Linked DNA regions of Sus scrofa: region 2 is linked to region 1. A link is a contact called in public HiChIP or PLAC-seq data. All regions are on one chromosome and are shown on one strand. The core of a region is the stretch at or near the end of the contact, and the rest is flanking DNA. Distances in the headings are between cores, read along the strand shown. Region 1 overlaps XCR1 (X-C motif chemokine receptor 1). Region 2 holds the start of XCR1 (X-C motif chemokine receptor 1).

Region 1 (3,747 bases), core at 821-3,320:
AGGTGTTGCCATTCTATACCTCTGTGTTTCAGAGAGATTTTTTTTATGCAACAGTGGTGATCAGAATAACCTTAGAGAAGAGTGGGCATAAATGAACAAGGAAAGATTTAGAGTCAGCTTTGAGAGGTTGTTTTTGATAGCTGCAAGCATTGAAGATATCTAAATTCCTTTTTCCAACTCTTTAAGGAGTCTGTGGAGAGATTCCTTGAGGCATGATCTGTGGGCATCTTGCCAGGAGGTAAATAACAGTGGACCTTCACATTTATATAGCCTGTTGGAGTTTGTGAAAAGCAAATTAATACATTTGAATGTCAGAACAAAGGATTAGGGCTCCATTCAACTGCCATCTTTGGCCCAAAATCCCTTCTTGGAATTCCCGAGCCAGTGACTCACCTGCTTCCCTTAGAAAAGCAGTCATGGCTGAGCAAATTTCCCTCAGTGAGTACACATGAAATGGGCACATTGCCAGGCACTTTCCTAATTGTCTCCACATTACACCTTCATAGGGGGACAGCAAAGAGGCTAGAGGCCTCTGAGCTACTATGTCTCAGTGTTGGCCCTCCGTGGAGCTTCCTGGAATGGTCTCAGTCCACAGCAACCCCTTTTAGAGCTGTTTTTAGCAGCTGCTGCCTTGACCTTATCAGATGCATCCTCTGGTTAATGGTTTTTCTTGCAGTGGATATGCCAACAAAACCTCATGACGTCTTAGTGGGATGGACATGGTAGATATTACTGATGCTACTTATTACTACTAAGATGGTAGCCAGTCTTCATGACGGCTCCCAGTGGTTGGTACCACCTGGTACTGACATCGCTGAGTAGGGTTGACCTGGATAACAAGTAAGATAGTGTAGAAATGATAGTGCTTTTCTTCAGAGGTTAGATCATAAAAGATACTGTGGCTTCTGTCTTGGTCTCTTAGATGGCTTACCCTGGGAGAAGGCAGCAACCATGTCAGGAGGACCCTCAGGCTTCATGGAGAGACTCGCATGACCAGGAACCAGGGCCTCCTGCCAGCAGCCATGTGAACACAGCTGGCTTGGAAGCAGATCTTCCAACCCCAGTCAAGCCTTCAGATGACTGCAGCCCCATGGACATCTTGTTCTCATCCCATGAAAGGACATGGGCCAAAACCATCCAGGTGAGTTGCCTCCAAAGTTCTGACCCCACAAACATTGTGTGAGATAATAATCATTGTTTAATCTACTAGGTTTTGAAGGAATTTTTTTTTTCCTTTTTCGGCCATACTGTGGCATATGGATGTTTCCAGGCCCGGGATCAAATCTGAGCCACACCTGCAACCTACGCCACAGCTATGGCAATGCCAGATCCTTAAACTGCTGCACTGGGCCAGGACTCAAAGCAGCAACGCCATAGAGACAAACCGGATCTTTAACCCACTGCACCACAGGGAAACTCCTTGAAGGAATTTTTTAAAGGTATGGTAGATAAATAATATACCCGTTATACAAGTGAGCCTCAGACACATATGGTGACTAGCCCCAAATCGCACAGCTGGAGCTGTGACTGACTGGGAAGAGAGCCCTCATCTTGTGACTGCTGATCCACACAGCACAGGTTCTCTTATAGTCCCATGATTCAGTAGTTCTCTAATTTGGGGTCAGAAGAGGCAAAGATGAGGTTGCAGGCACAGTGCAGCATCTGCCTAGACAACTGTGGCCACACTCACAGCCTCGACCCACATGGCCCCTTGACCAGGAATCCAGAATAGGGAGGGAAGCTAAGAGTCTTCTCTCACTTTCGTGGCACCCTCATGAAGAGGAGGCACAAGCCAGCAACACTTCTTATTTGAACAGACCCACACCCATGCAGGCTCACACATGTGAAGGGTCTCAACCCCTACTGCAAAGGAAACTACAGCTGACCCATGATGCTGCATTTCCGAGGGGCTGTGGTGGGGAAGATTTGTGGTGTCAGGGCTTGTGCTAAGATCCTTGCCTGCAACACGGGGTCTGGCTGTGCCTCCCAGCTTCCCCACTGCTGATTCATGCATCCACTTCAGAGAAGTCACCCCACTGACTCAGTTCCCATGTGACTCACTGGCCATGTGATCGCTGGTCCCCCGCTTCTGCTAGCAGGGCCTGTGGGCAACATGAGCTCTCTGTAGTGACAGTATGGTGGTCACGGGGTCAACAAGTGGCAAGTCTGGCTGGCTCTGTTTTCTCATCCTTCCAGCTGGGTTGGACTTATTCCAGCAAGAGCTGGAATCCCTACATGGCACTGGAATTGACCAAGTCTAGAGGGTAGTTGAAGATAAAAGGTTGAGAAGGGCTCCATAGTCACTGCTTTTGTCTCCAGGGACATGCCAGCCTATCCACAGCAGGAAGGGTGCAGCCCAAAGCCTAAAGCAGGGCTGGACTTCCCAGCAGAGAACAGAAAATTGTTCCTAGGGTGGCAGTGGATGTAAGAGAGACTGAGCAGGAGACCCGCCAAAGCAAACAAGGAAGAGGCCTCACGTGGTAACATTTCCTTTTCCTTTTCTTTCTTTCTTTCTTTCTTTTTTTTTTTTTTTTTTTTTTGGTCTTTTTAGGGCCACACCAATAACATATGGACCCCAGGCTAGGGGTCCAGTCAGACCTGTAGCCACCGACCTACACCAAGGCCATAGCACCTTGGGATCTGAGCCGTGTCTGCAACCTACACCACAGCTCATGGCAACACAGGACCCTTAACCCACTGAGCAAGGACAGGGATCAAACCTGCATCCTCACTGATACCAGTCAGGTTCATTAACTGCTGAGCCACAATGGGAATTCCCTGGTAATATTTCTTGATAAAGTTGTCAGCCCACATGGAAAAGTTGTCAGCCCACATGGGCTTCAGTGTCTTCATGAATGGAGTCAAGTGAATGGTTTTCAAACTGGATTCCTTGGAGCCCAAGCTTTCTGCAGACGAGCTTAAGAGTTTGCCATTGGGAGGGAGGCTCTACACCTGTACTGTCCAATAGGAATATGAAGTAAGCCACACATGCAATTTTAAATGTTGTAGCACCACATTTTCAAAAATCTAACAATAAACAAGTAAAAATGATTTTAATAGTATCTTTTACTTAATCTAGATATTATCATTTCAGCATGCAATCAGTTTGTTAATTTATTAATAAGATATTTCACATTCTCCCTTTTGTGCTAAATCTTCAATATCTGGTGTGTAATTTGTATTTAAGTACATATCAGTTAGAACCAGCCACGTTTGCAGTACTTGACAGCTAGAGTGGTGTACCTGACCTGCCGAGAGGGAGGAGGAATCAGGCGTTTAGAGAAGACCTCCCCCTGGTGGACAAAACTCAAAAGTCCATTTCCTTGATTCAGTAATCATGTAGAATGTCAGCATTATATGTATCCTGAGGGCACTTGGAGAGAGCACCTACAAATCAAAGAAGCAGGTCAAGTGCAGACTCCTGAGGAATTTGAAAGTGAGAATTGTTGATGGCAGACTCCCTTGCTTCTGGGAAGAGAGTGAGTGTGGACTATTCTTTCCAGGAATTTTGCTGTGAACGGGAGGAACATACAAGGCATGGGGCACAGACCTAAGGGTGTTTTAAATGGGAAGAAAATATTTGGACAAAATGCAGGCTGTAGAACACTTGTCATGACCAGATCAAAGGAACCAGAGGCATTCAAGAGTCATACTAACAGAGCTGGTTGGAATACAGACCCTGGAGCCAGCTTCATTGCTTTCTGGCTGTGTGACTTTGGACAGATTACTTACCTCCTTTTGCCTCTG
Region 2 (3,747 bases), core at 737-3,236, 57 kb before region 1:
CCCCCTTGGCAACCACAAGTTTGTTCTCTATGTGAGTCTGTTTCATAGATAAGAACGTTTGTGTCATATTTTTAGATCCCACATATAAGTAATATCATCATATGGGATCATCTTTCTCTTTCTGATTTACTTCACTTAGTGTGATAATCTCTAGGTTCATCCATGTTGTTGCAAATGACATTATTTCATTCTTTTTATGGCTGAGTAGTGTTCCATTGTCTATATGTACCGTATCTTCTTTATCCATTCATCAGTCGGTGGACATTAGGTTGTTTCCATCTCTTGGCTGTTGTGAATAGTGCTGCTGTGAATAGGGACATCATTTCAAAGTATAGTTTTGTCTGCATACATGCCCAAGAGTGGGATTGCTGGATCCTATGGTAACTCCATCCTTAGTTTTCTGAGGAACCTCCATACTGTTCTCCACTATGGCACCAATTTACATTTCCACCAGCAGTGTAGGAGGGTTCCCTTTTCTCAGTACTCTCTCTGGCATTTGTTATTTGTAGATTTTTTTTTTTTTAATGATGGCCATTCTGACCAGTGCGAGGTACCTAGTTTTGGTTTGCATTTCTCTAATAATTAATAATAATAATCTTTTAATGTGACCGTTGTGGCCATCTGTATAAGACAGATATTTTTAATGTCTCAAGCAGCATGCCAAATCATTCATTCAGATGGATGTGGTTGTGTGTGTGGGGGGTGTATCTCTTCCTTTAATCTTCCTATAAAGTGGTATTATTAGCCTCATTTCACAGAAGAGGAAAGAGACGTTCAAACTCAAGAGAGTAAATAAATAACACACCTAAAGTCAGTAAAAGGTAGACCTGAGATCTGAGTACAGGCCTGGCTGGTTTGCGAGGCTGGTCCCTGTTGCTCCCCTCAGGCCCTGCTTTCTGCACCAGGTGGCAAGTTCCAGGCGCATCCAGAGCTGTCTGTTCATCTAGTTACCTTCTTCCTCCTGCTCCACCATCTCTCATGGATGGGTTGCTAACGAGGGAAACCCAGCCCCGGAAGACTGATGGAGTGTTCCCCTGACTGGCACATGGCACCTGTGTACAGCTGTCATTTTACAGATGAGGAGCTGAACCTTGGAGGTATGAGTGACATTTTCAAAACACATTTGCATTTGTGATTTCTGAAAGAGGTGCTTGGCAGCAGTCCTGTGGGGAAGTTTCCAGAGCCCCCATTTTATAGAAAAGGAAATGGAAACGCAGAGGGATGTGAGTACAGCCGCAGAGCGGGTGTTGATAGCTGTGGCGCAAATCGTAAGAAGCCTCCTCCAGCCCACATTTTTCCTGGTACCAGGAAGTCTGTGACACTTTCCCATACAGGCTGACCTTATGAGTTCTTGGAGTGTAAGTATTTAGTGTGATTTTTTAGTGTGTTTTAGTGGGATCCAAGACTTAAAAAGACTTAGAGATCCACCCATGTCTCAAGCAGAAAGCTGGAATTTGAATGTGGCCCGGGTTGGACTGCTGCATAACAGCAAGAGTGCAGCATTGAAAGCGACAGCTGAAACCCAAGCAACAGACCTGTGTTCCCTCCAGGCCAGAGGCTTCTTGAGATAACCCCACTCTGTGGGGTTTGTGTGGCAGAGACCAGGGAGCTGAGAGAGGGACGGTGAGCAGTCACTGGCACAGGCAAGTAGAGGGTGCCAAAGAGAAGTGGTCTCTTGCCTCTCTGGGGCTGTATGCACGAGATCATTTTGAGGAACAGGACCCAAAGTTCCTGTTTAAATCCTTCTATTTGCAATCTTAAAAAAAAAAAAAAAAAAAAAAAAGACTACTCATTGAGGGCAAAAGCTGTGTGCCCTGCCCCCACGGCACACACACTCCCACCCTGCAATTGCTTCACAAGTTCTGGGAAAATCTCATCACCACCCACCTAGCCCTGCTCAACTCCACCCAACCCCACCGCCCAATCCCCTTAAGGCAGAGCTCCCCAGGGAGAAGTGCAGCTGAGTGAGCAGAAAAAAATCTCAGAGTGAACTTGGCCTTCAGGAACTGACCACTGGTGGGTGCCGTGGCCATTCTTGGACATCCAACAGTACAAAGAAGAACGTCCCCTTCTTGTTGTTCTCAAAGACTGAGACCTGGCGTCTATCTTTATTATCGTACAGGAAGCTAAGAACCTCTGACTCAATCAGGACCTTGAACCTTGAGTTCACAGAGACTCTAAAAGCTCCAGAAACAAAGACTTCGTGGACACAGTCCCTCAAAATCAAAGTAAGTGGCACTTGTCTTCCTGCCTTGTCAGTTACTGTTGAGGGCACTTTGTTTGCATGCAGCCAGGTTGAACCGTAGTCCTCCCATTGCAGATCATGACTTGTTTACCTGTCTGTCTCCTCAAAGGTGGGGAATTTTTCAAGGGCCAGTCAAATGTCTAAGTAACCCCCGATGCCTCTGTGAGGCAATGCATTGTATAGTAATAATGAAGATGGGTGCGTTTATAAGACTGGGTGCTCAGCAGTGAAATAGGGTAGGTTTTGTTGGCTTTTGGAGGATTTTGGTTGCTTGTTTTTTACTAAAAACAGAATGCTTTCTTGAACGATCGGTTGTTGCTGGCTGATTAAGAAAGTCAGCCCAGTGTTAAGGAACAGGAGGCACTTTCTGTAGAAAGCTAGTCAAGAGGAAATTGCTTGCCAAATTTCCCCCATGTAAACAAACCCAAACATGGTGTAAGCAGAAATTGTAGCAAGAAGGAAATATTAATTAGGAAAAACATTGCAGATGCAGGGATGAATTGATACTGAGTCAACTTCTTAAGAAGACTAGAACCAAGGATCCTCAAAATTAGGACTGTGGGCTATCTTTGGAGCAGGTAGAATTTCACCCACCATAAGGCAGGGAGCTGGTCAGGTGACTTCTTAAGATGCATTCATTCTGTTTTAAAAGAGGCAGGTCAAAATTTTGTTCTGAAGATGCAGGGCCAATGGGGGTACTTGGAGGTATCTACTTCAACCTTCCCTCCATAAAATCTAGGGGGTCCCAGACTTTCAGAACTAGAAATTCCCAGTTTGCATCCACTCACTGACCCTTTAGTCCCCATTCTGGCAGGACAACTCTAGGCTGTTCAGACTTCGGGGCATTGGGCTGCTATAAATGTTTAACAGCTGACTCTCCTGAAGTAAAGTGCCTTAACTTCTGGTGTTTGCCAATTTCCATGTGCAAATATTCCTGTTGGTTGAATTCATGCTACCAATGCACATTGAATGCAGAGCTGGTAGAGAGATACATGCTATTGTGTATCTTATGAGTTAGTATAAGCCAGCCAGCTCCTGCACACTGCCAGGCTGGATGTCTTCTACCATCCCAGACTGTCCTTTCTCTTTTCACAGAGAGACTTCACCAACTCCCAGACAAAAAGATGCTGGCCCTGGAAGGGGTCAAGCTCCAAGGCTACAGCTGACCCCTGGTATAATGCCCTTGGGCAGACTTTTGTTGCAGACTAAAGCAGGGCTGGCAGATGTCATGGCGCTGTCCTTTGGTCTCTCCTCCAAGGCCCCACTCCAGCCAATCTCCCTTTAAGAGCATCATACCCTGGAGCTATTGCCTGGTACCTGACAAGTTGGGAAAATAGTGAATGGAGTTGGGGGTGGGGGTGAAGGCAACTCAAATGGCACCTGACAGTGCTGACTCTCTTTGCCTTCACCTTTATCACATTCCCCAGAGACTGGGCTCATGGGCTCAACCTTGCACCCCTTGCTGTCTGTGCCACCTGTGACTAGCAGTGTAAACCTACCAG

Evidence for each region. HiChIP or PLAC-seq counts read pairs in DNA pulled down with a chosen protein or histone mark.
Region 2: an H3K27ac HiChIP or PLAC-seq map of alveolar macrophages shows a contact between it and region 1, with 3 times the contacts expected there. The contact joins the promoter of XCR1 here to the enhancer-like site in region 1. A contact is called at or near these places in 1 of 5 promoter capture datasets (liver), 16 of 47 Hi-C or Micro-C datasets (alveolar macrophages, blood, brain and 6 more) and 1 of 2 datasets of contacts at active chromatin or transcription factors (alveolar macrophages).

Annotation. Positions count from the first base shown.
Region 1 is chr13:29,174,999-29,178,745 of Sscrofa11.1, reverse strand. It overlaps XCR1 (X-C motif chemokine receptor 1), which reads left to right. Exons shown (of 4, transcript NM_001001622.1): 3 at 923-1,141. Among named protein-coding and RNA genes, the nearest start is that of FYCO1, 34 kb to the right of the region's middle. Within about 2 kb of position 2,070, at least 23 of the 83 cell types and tissues checked have an H3K27ac peak or open chromatin away from gene starts, as enhancers often do. A contact at or near this core is called in alveolar macrophages, liver and retroperitoneal adipose tissue, where this site is marked.
Region 2 is chr13:29,232,041-29,235,787 of Sscrofa11.1, reverse strand. It overlaps XCR1 (X-C motif chemokine receptor 1), which reads left to right and starts at 1,986. Exons shown (of 4, transcript NM_001001622.1): 1 at 1,986-2,228. CCR1 (C-C motif chemokine receptor 1) reads left to right here and starts at 1,926. Exons shown (of 2, transcript NM_001001621.1): 1 at 1,926-2,228.